Regions from separate parts of the Sander lucioperca genome. Here region 1 is linked to region 2. The links are chromatin contacts, called in public Hi-C maps. All regions are on one chromosome and are shown on one strand. The core of a region is the stretch at or near the end of the contact, and the rest is flanking DNA. Distances in the headings are between cores, read along the strand shown. Region 1 holds the start of LOC116044659 (zona pellucida sperm-binding protein 3-like). Region 2 holds the start of LOC116044677.

Evidence for each region. A called contact is a pair of places that touch in the nucleus more often than the background predicts.
Region 1: a contact with region 2 is called in a Hi-C map of liver, with 5 times the contacts expected there. The contact joins the promoter of LOC116044659 here to the promoter of LOC116044677 in region 2. A contact is called at or near these places in 2 of 2 Hi-C or Micro-C datasets (liver and muscle).

What each region holds. Positions count from the first base shown.
Region 1 is chr24:9,633,104-9,637,581 of SLUC_FBN_1.2, forward strand. It overlaps LOC116044659 (zona pellucida sperm-binding protein 3-like), which reads left to right and starts at 1,585. Exons shown (of 11, transcript XM_031292063.2): 1 at 1,585-2,051; 2 at 2,128-2,233; 3 at 2,663-2,781; 4 at 2,865-2,983; 5 at 3,394-3,497; 6 at 4,170-4,347. The coding sequence starts at 1,668.
Region 2 is chr24:9,358,841-9,363,926 of SLUC_FBN_1.2, forward strand. It overlaps LOC116044677, which reads left to right and starts at 3,151. Exons shown (of 4, transcript XM_031292088.1): 1 at 3,151-3,253; 2 at 3,535-3,662; 3 at 4,616-5,086. The coding sequence starts at 3,625.

The sequences.
Region 1 (4,478 bases), core at 335-2,834, 270 kb after region 2:
CACACACACACACACACACACACACACACACACACACACACACAGATCCACCTCCTTTCTTTGTTTTGCCGCTGATCAGCAAAAGATAAAAGCCAGTTCCTGACAATAGCAGCTCGCTGTTGGGGAGTCTGCAGGGAGATCCTGACTTAGAGTGGAGGTATAATGTATTCCTGCAGGTCAGCCTAGATTAGTGTGTCTGTATCAAGAGGAAGTGATTTAAAATAAATTAGCCTTTTGAACAGGAGTTTCTTTAAATGAAATCTTATTATGGTTTTTATCCATATGTTTTTACTGGAAGTAGTTCCACAAATATGGCTGTGGATGACGAGAAATGTCCATTTTAGAGTCTGTTTATATGACTGTCACAAAGATTGATAAGAATAAAAGAATCCAAACTGAACCTAAAAGAAGAAGGTCACCATGTTTTACATTGAATTTGGTGGGAAAGTTCCAAACTCATACTGGTAACTTTCTTTTGTTATTTTATTAAACATTTTTAAGAAATAAGGCTGGTAATATGTTTAATCTATTACCTATCTATCTATCTATCTATCTATCTATCTATCTATCTATCTATCTAACACACTATTGATGTTTTTATGGGATTTGTTGACAACAAAAAATACACTTTACACCAAATACAAATTCTAGTGGAGATCCAAATGTTTGAATTATTTGTATATATATATCAGACTGAATATTGAAAAGAGTATAAAATGATGCACATCACAACTAGAATATTTACATTTTCACCCAATACCAAAACATATTGTAACTTTAGTGCCAGAACAAGCACATTTAGAAAATATATAGTATGACTTTTTTCTAAATTCAAAGAAACGTAAGTGGAATTTTGTGGGGAGAAATTAAGAGTTCAAAGGTTAAACAGGCCCTAAAACGTGTCTCACCATAACAGTGTGATTGACATGCCTGCTTGGCACAGGTTCAAGACCCACCCCCCTGCTTCCTGTCACATTTCCCCCCCCCCACACACACACACACACACACACACACACGGCATTTGATGGTGACATTTGTAAAATCTCACAGAGGATGATCATAAATCTCCGTTTTATGAGCGACTGCTGAACTCTGCAGACTGTTGACCGCATAGCCTTGACATTCAAGACCACTCGGCATGAAAAAAAAAAATGGGGTTCCAAAGCGTTGATTGATTTGTCTCATGGGGGCAGTGAAAGCCACTCACTGTTAGGGTCAGGCTTGTTTCTGTTTATAAAAGTCTTTGTTCATTACCATCGTGACAAGTGGAGATTTAGCAGGCAGTGTTTGCCCTGAAAACATTTAAAGAATGCTCAGTATGTTTAGCTTTTTCCACACTGTACACATGATTATTTAAATTAAATAGTTTAGTTTTTTATCTTTGACATAAAGACAGAGTTGAAACAAACCAAACAGGCTGTTAATTCAACCTTTGGAGTGCACAGCCAAGCAGCTATCCTCTAATCTGCAATTCTATTTGGTGAAAAGGAAGAGAGGAAAGAAATGGTTCAGAGATTGAATCCTCCAGGCTGGAATCCAATCAAGTCATTAGGAGTAGGTGGAGCCCGAGCCAAGCTCACACAACTTAGTTTTGGTCAAAAGAAAAAAAGCAGCAGAGTTCCCTGAAAAAAGCACCCAAAACTCAGGTTTTTGGGTGATAAGTTGTAATGGGGTTCAGAGAGGCGGCTTTGTTAGGGTTTGTGCTTCTCCTTTCAGGTGGAAATCTTTTTGCTGCCACACAAAACTGGCCAAACTTCAGCACCAATGAGAGATCACCACAGACAACAGATCATCAGTCAAACCGAAATGAGCACGACAATCTGGTCCATTCTCCTCTCACCCACCGTCTCAAGACCTACCAGCTTAGAAACCCAGTTGTCAGGAAACCAAAACCAGCCCGGCCTCTTTTGGAGCACACTTTTCAAAACCCGCAGACATCTGAGGCCGTAAAGCTGACCTCAGAGCAGCTGGAGCCAGAGGTAAATGTCCAAAAGTTGTTAAAATTGGTCCAAGGCCCAGATCTGAACCCACCTGTCAAGCCGGAATCAAAGGTATGACTTTTACGCAACCTTTCTGATCTTCCGCACCATTAAAGTTCAGTGTAATTAAACTTGAATGATATTCCAGGTGCTGACGCTGGTGTTTGGGCAGCGGGTGCCTGTGCCAGCCAACAGCGTGGCAGCGCACTGTGAAGAAGGAGGGGTCACCATTGAGGTCAAACAGAACTTCTTAGGTACCGTAATGGCTGCCGGTTACTTGTTTGAGTTGATCCATTGTGGGTTTTTTTGTCCACAGTGGCACCGACACAAGTCCATTTAACATGCTTTCTGCTCTAATGTCTAAGAAAGAAAGGGTTCAGGTTAGAGGCCCGAGTTGGAAAATGGAATGGAACGGTGAAGATGGGACACTCAGTGCTGATTACTGCAAATGGCACAGACTATGGTATCGGTGATCAATATTATGTTTCCTTTTATTTCTTCACTCTGAGAAGGAGCATTCTGGATGCCTGATCAGTGAGCAAATGCTGACTTTCAGTGATGCATTATTTGTCCTGTGGCTGAACCTGCACTTGCTGTGAGTGTTATTGACTGGACCAGGAAGAGAAATGGCCTCAGGTAATGGTCCTGATTTAAGTTGCACCTTTTTCCTCTTTTGTTCCTAGGAAACGGTCAGTTGATCCACCCAAGTGATCTGACCTTAGGGGGTTGTGCTGCACGAACCACCACTCTCCACGTTGTGCAGTTCCAGACGGAGTTACAGGGCTGCGGCAGCACAATGGCGGTGTGTGGCTCTCTGCCTCCTTCAGTGTCCATCCACTCTTGTCTGTTTGAAGTCCCTGTAACGTTTTTTTTTTTTTTCCTCAGCTGACCGAAGAAGCCCTCATCTACTACTTTTCTCTGACGTACTCCCCAACACCCATTGGCAACACCTTTATTTTAAAGACCAACCCTGCTGAGGTGGTAATTGAATGCCACTATCTAAGGTAAAGTCTCATTTAGTATTTCACCCCTCAGTCTGCCAAGTCCAATTCTACAGCAGGGCTAGAATTGGACTTGGCAGACTAAGGGGTGGACCTGCAGATACTCTAGAGTATCTGCAGTATCTGTATCTCTAGAGAAAAAAGTTTTTGGTCTTGCTGAAAAGTCATAACAATTAAATCTAGGCCTTATCATCTCTATTGGTTTTCCTCCAGTAAACCTGCCTTAAATTGCATTCTATGTTAAAAAGATCTGGGTTTGAATTTACCTGGGTGAGCCCTGCAGAAACCATGTTGTTGTTGTTAAATGTACCTACCTGTGTTATGGTCTCCACTCTCTCTCTGAGGCACACATTCTTCATCCTCGATGAGCCTCTCTAGTGAAATGCCCGTCCTTGCTGTGATTGTCCTCACAGGAGGCATGATGTGAGCAGCGGCGCTGTGAGGCCTACCTGGAAGCCGTCTGCCTTCGACATGTTAGCGGAACAGCAGCTACGCTTCTCCCTGCGTCTCATGACAGGTGGGCAACACACATCAAGAAGAAACAACAAACTTTGAGCTGGATGTTCTGCAAGTTAAAACTTGTGATTTGCGCCAGGCGGCTTGGCTAATTTCCCCAGCGACGGGTGTAATTGCAATCACTCAAGGCCTCGCAGACGTTGCTGCGACTGTTAAAAGATGCTAAACAGTGACTTGATAAACAGGAGTGGATCTTTTGATGCATGGTGATGAGCTGAAATTACATGCCTTGTAGGCTGCGGCTGACCTAACAGGGTCACTCGCACAATAAAGTGATCAATAAACAGCTGATTATGCTTTCTAATTAATTCCAACACTGCAGATAGCGACTGCACCACATTGCTGTTTGTTTTGAAAGTTGGCCTAGCATCTCCTGTGATTTATTTATTTATTTTAAAAGTAGCATGGCCTGTAAGAAGTTATGAACGTTTTAAACTCGTTTTTGCAGGCACAGACAATCGTCTGTTTCTTCCAGGTTGATGATGCTACATCTGTAATTCATTTATATCTTGTTTAAAGTACTTTTCTCTTATTGTTACAGTACCTATATTCTATTCACTGCTGCTACACTGACCGACTCTCCCCCATGGGCATCATTTAACTTTCAACTAATCAGATGATGGCCCCAGCATTACTTTTCCACTTGTCTTTTTCTCCTTCTGTATTTGATTAGAGGACTGGCAGTCGCAGAGGCCTTCCAGTGTTTACTTCCTGAGTGACGTGATGCACATTGAAGCGGCGCTCCTCCAGGGTCACCACGTTCCACTGAGGGTCTACGTCGACAGCTGTGTGGCCACCGAGTTCCCCGACCCCAACTCTCAACCCAGATACCCCTTCATCAACAACCATGGGTGAGAAGCTGCAGATTGGATGTGCAGTATTTATCTAAAAGAGTCAGCCAGTCATAATAATCAAGATTTAGGTTTAGTTGCATACCACGCTGTACCTAATTGAGAGCATTTATCGTCGGTCTGTGTTTATG
Region 2 (5,086 bases), core at 1,901-4,400:
TATCATTTAGAACCTCCACAATGGGCATAAAGAGCTGCTAATCTGCTTCATCTCCCCGGCTCTTTTGTGCGAGTGGAAATGGACCTTCTGTCCATCGGCTGCTTGTCACCCTGCTCTTTTGTCTCCCCGTGGATGTGATGGCCTGCCCATCACAACCCTCATCTCTCTCCCCTTTTGTGGGCGTCTCTACCTCAGCATACAGACTCAGCTGGAGCCCTATAAGTCCTTTAGGTGTGTCTTTTCTTGTATTCAATCCCACCTTTTCTCTCATTCTCATTTATGCTTCTTTGTCCGCTTGAAGCTGCCTGACACATATGGATGGTAACAGGCTGTGATAAGACGGATGTGTATGCCAATCTAATCCCTTGATTTAGTGAGAAAAGAATACTGGTGGTGTTAGGAATGCTACGTCCAATCTCGTTAGTACTAAGGGCGATCAATAAAGCTTTCGGTTCTGCTGAATGTAGTATTCACTGAAGGATTGGGCTTTGTGAATACAGTTCTTACCACTAACTCACTGGCAGATGACCTTTGCTACCTTCAATACTCACAAATCAGCTATGATCTATTGTATGGTCTAACAAATGTGTATGTGCTACAGGGCTGTTATCAACCAGCTTCTCAATAGAGACTAAATAAGCCACATTTTTAGGACATTACTTTTCAGTATTGCTTTACTTCCAGGGATGCAACTGTTAAACATATTTTTCAGTGAGTATAAATAAAGGTAACTCTTATGTTATTTACTGTAGATATTTGAAAGTATGATGCTACATCACATATTTTGAACGGCTGTATTCATGCCACAGCTTCACCCTCACTAACTGTATGTATGTTTCTGCCAGACGTACATCTGCCAGAGCCAACCCACAGTTACAATCACACACAGAAGTTCCTGGTAGAAAATGTGATGGGTTTAGATTCTAAACCAAGCACATTTTCTTCCAGGAAACTAAACTTTAGACATTTGGTCTAGACTCTTCCTTTGACCCACATGCTGCAGGGGAATTCTCCATTCAGGAAGTTTCAACCTGTTTCATCATTGTGGTACTTGAGTGAAAGGACCACCTACAGTTTTCGTGCTGAGTTAAGGCACCCTCGACTGACAGTTTCTGTGAGCGGATAAGAAAGAATGGGATACTCTTATTTTTTGATACGTTATGAATGTAACCCAAAGCTTTTAAACAGGTAACTAACTTCTCAGCACATGGGGTTGACGACCTCCAGCTTAAGAAATGTTTGAAAGAGCTTTCCACTTTGAAAGACTTTCCACTTGGCCTATTGAGCTTAACATTGTATTTCTCCTAGTTTGAGCTTGAACTATCCAACCCTGGCAGCCCACGGAGAGTAGTTCAGCCAACTTCTCCTGCTGTGACGCGAGCAGCGCACAGGGGATAAGATCTCCTGTCAAAGTGCTCTTGATAAACACAAAAGGGGGCTACCTCCACTGCTGGTGAACTGCACCCTCGCCACAGTAGTCCTCTACGTGGACAGGCAGCGAGGCTGAGGGGAAAGGGGGGGGTGGGCTTGGAAGCCAGAAGGTGAGTGAGAAGTGGTAGAGAAAGACAGAGAGGAGAGGGAGAGTGTGTATGTGTGTGTGTGTGTGTGTGTGTGTGTGTGTGTGCAAGATAACACAGGCTAGAGAAACCAGTGTGTGGGTGAATCTGTCACAGATACACAGGCAGATAGGCTGAGGCAGAGAGGTATTGTTAGAGAAGATGCAGAGCCCCAAACTACACACTTCAGGCACAATGGACTGGAAAAGTAGCAGCGCCTTTTTCCTGTACGCCATACACACACACACACACACACACACACACACACACACACACACATGCAAGTATATTGCTTTGACCACTAGAGGCAGTCTCACATCATAGCAAAACCTGTGGCTCCCTGAGGCAAGTGATATGCAGAGAATCAGAACATTCATGTAAAAAAGTGGGTTATTGTGTATATTGTGCGCTCAGACGTTACAGTAGAAGGAAATATGAACTTGAAAGAAAGCACTTTAGGGTGACTGCTATGCTGCACCACAGACCATGGTATATCAATGCTGAATAAAGTCAGTGATTTATGAACTGGAAAACAAGCAACACCTTTCTCTTGCATGGAATAAAGGTGGACTAAAGGAAGTGTAAAGAGCAATGGGAGCAATATGTGTTTGACCTAAGGAAAATAATTTCTGAAAACGCATGGTTTTGATGGAGAACAAGAGAACTTATTATATATATATAACTTATTTTGTCCTAAGAATAATATTTTATTCAATTCATAAAACACTCTTAGAACAAGAATGCCACACATGTTCAAGAAAGTTCAAAATAAGTCACAAAAATGCAGGATTATCTCATCAAAAGACACAAAATAAACACTATTATTGACGCCACTGAAGAATAAGCACTAAGCTGAGAACTTGAGCCATTTGAGGCTAAACAGTCTCCTGTTGCCAACTTCTTACAGTCACAGATTTGTGGATGTGGGGGTTGACACCACCACCAGTGATGGAGTCTTTGATGAGTGAATCTAGCTCCTCATGTCCTCTAATGGCCTGCTGCAAATGTCGTGAGGGTGTTGGGTTTGACCTTCAGGTACTTTAATGCGACTTCTGCCAAATCCTCAACACCTAGAGTGAGCTGCAGTGACTTGAACACAACCATGGCTGCTTCTGGACATCATGGGTCTGTTGATTGTAACCACTAAACTGCATCCTCACTCTCAGTGAGTGTGGAATAGGTAAATAAAAATGTTTGTTGGGTCTGAAGACCATGGAGTCAGCTATACCAAAAAGAGGTAAAAAAAAGAGGTACTATTTATATATTATTTTCTAATTTTACATATACATATTATACATATTTTATATGTACATTAAAATATCAGTGAAGCAACCTGAATACAATCTTACAACAGCCCTGAAGATGAAGCTTAAAATGTTTTGCTGAGCAATGTGTTTTGTATGGCTATTAAAGAACATTAAATATGTTGCATTTTACTGTATGTGTTTTTGTTTGAACTTGAACATTTAAAAAACACAGAACCAAACATCACTGTGTTCTGGAGTACATTGCACTCTGAAACAAGATGGAAGTTCCATCACAGAATGTATGTCACAGAAGTGATTTTTTTCTTATCAATGCACCACAACTGAAAGACACTATATTTGTACTTGAAACATTGATCATTTTACAAAACCCAGAGATATTTCAAGAAAACTGCAGGCTGCTGGCAACACTGATTGAAAAAAGTCATTGAAGTAAGGCTTTATGGATCTTTAATTCATTTACAAAACAGCTCAATTGACATCTGATCTATGATTAGATTTCATATAAATAGATGTTGTTTAACATTGCAGTTTGAGTAGTTTGATAAAACTGTGTTACTTTTCTGACAATACTTTCTGTAATGTTATCAGATTGTCAAATCAAAAGCCACCATGGAGCTTTGGTCTGACCAATGCCTAAACAAGGCAAATAATGTGCTTGACATCATTCGTAATGAACAAATAAACCAACAAAAATGTTACCTTTTTTTAAGGCAAATGGCCATCACTGACACAGTTTGGTAGAGCTCCCACATCAAGAGCCCCTACAAGATCTAAGAGCCTATGCATTGCATGTCAATAAAATGCACCGTAGCAGAGCTCCTTATTATAAAACTGACAGGTAAGTCCTGCATTACACTTCAAATAATTTCAAATATACAGTTTTTTCAGTTGCTAACAAGCGTTTACCTATACTTAAAACTAAATCTTTGATGTTTATGGAAAAAAAATCACAACATTTAGAGGTCACTGTAGATTTAGTGTGAAAAATGTCTGAATTTTATCTCAAATAGTCCTCATCTATGCTATTGCAGTCAATGCAACATAGAGCATCTTTAAACATCAGTTTGTCATTTGTTGATCTTTGTCAAAATACATTACAGGCATCTCTAAGTTGTCTTAACGAAGTACAAAAATTCTCTGAATTTTCTAGTGAGAAATAAATTTTTGTAGTTTATGCATGCTTTAGTAGATGTTTCTCAGCATCAACACACCTGTCTTAAACGATCAGCTCATTAGTTGTGTCCTAGCTTAACATGCCACTGTGTAGTCTGGCATTATGCTTTGGGGATTGGAGACATAGGTTTCTTAAAAGGAGCTGTACCTCAACAAATTTGATACTGGTTTTCAGTGCGAGAGGTTATGAGTTCAAATCCCCTACGCACTCACTAATCCTCACTTAAACATTAGGCCTGTTCCTTGGGCATACTCAAAAGATGAGCAGGAATCTCTCTGTTTGGCACTTCTGCAGACAGAATCTTCGTTTATTTGCCCTTTTCTCCTCTTCTCCATCCAACGGCTTTTTCTTTTCCTGCTTAAAATGCTCGGCCCTGACCATTGCTGCGGAGCAGCTATAAGTATGTATTACTATTTCAAACGAATTCTAGGATACATCTATGGGTTTATATGTTTGTGACCTAGGTAATGTAATAACACAAGAATACAGCCTATGAAGTAAACCACGCGTCTTTATTATCATAAAACATACGATAACTAGTTTGTGTAATAATGAGTCCTTTGTTATCTGTTTGCATTGTATGATACTAAAATCAGCTGTTGACACTTTTGTTGCAGAGTGTGCAACTTTCAAGGGACAGCCACTATACCACCTCCATCAATGAAGTACTTCTACCGTGAGTCCTTTGTTGCTGAGGAGGTTCCTCTGCCTCCAAGTCCTCCACCTGATGACGATGTGTCGGGCATGGGAGACGCTCATGAGAGGATTTTGAAAAACATTGGGTTTCATTCTCTGGATGGCGATACTGATCCAAAGCGTCCCAACCTGTTGTCTCATGAAGTTCCACTGCCTCCAAGTCCTCCACCTCCTGAGGATGTGCTTCACACGGGAGACGCTCATGAGAAGAAGTACCCAGATTTTTCTGACAAATGGTTTCCTTCTCTGGATGATATAGGTCTTCATTTGATGCCCCTCAGCCTCCTGGCTCAGATACCACTACCTCCAAGTCCTCCGCCTGCTGACGATGTGTTGGACATGTGGAGCACTGATGAGAAGATATACCCAGATTTAAAAAATGTTGGGTTAGC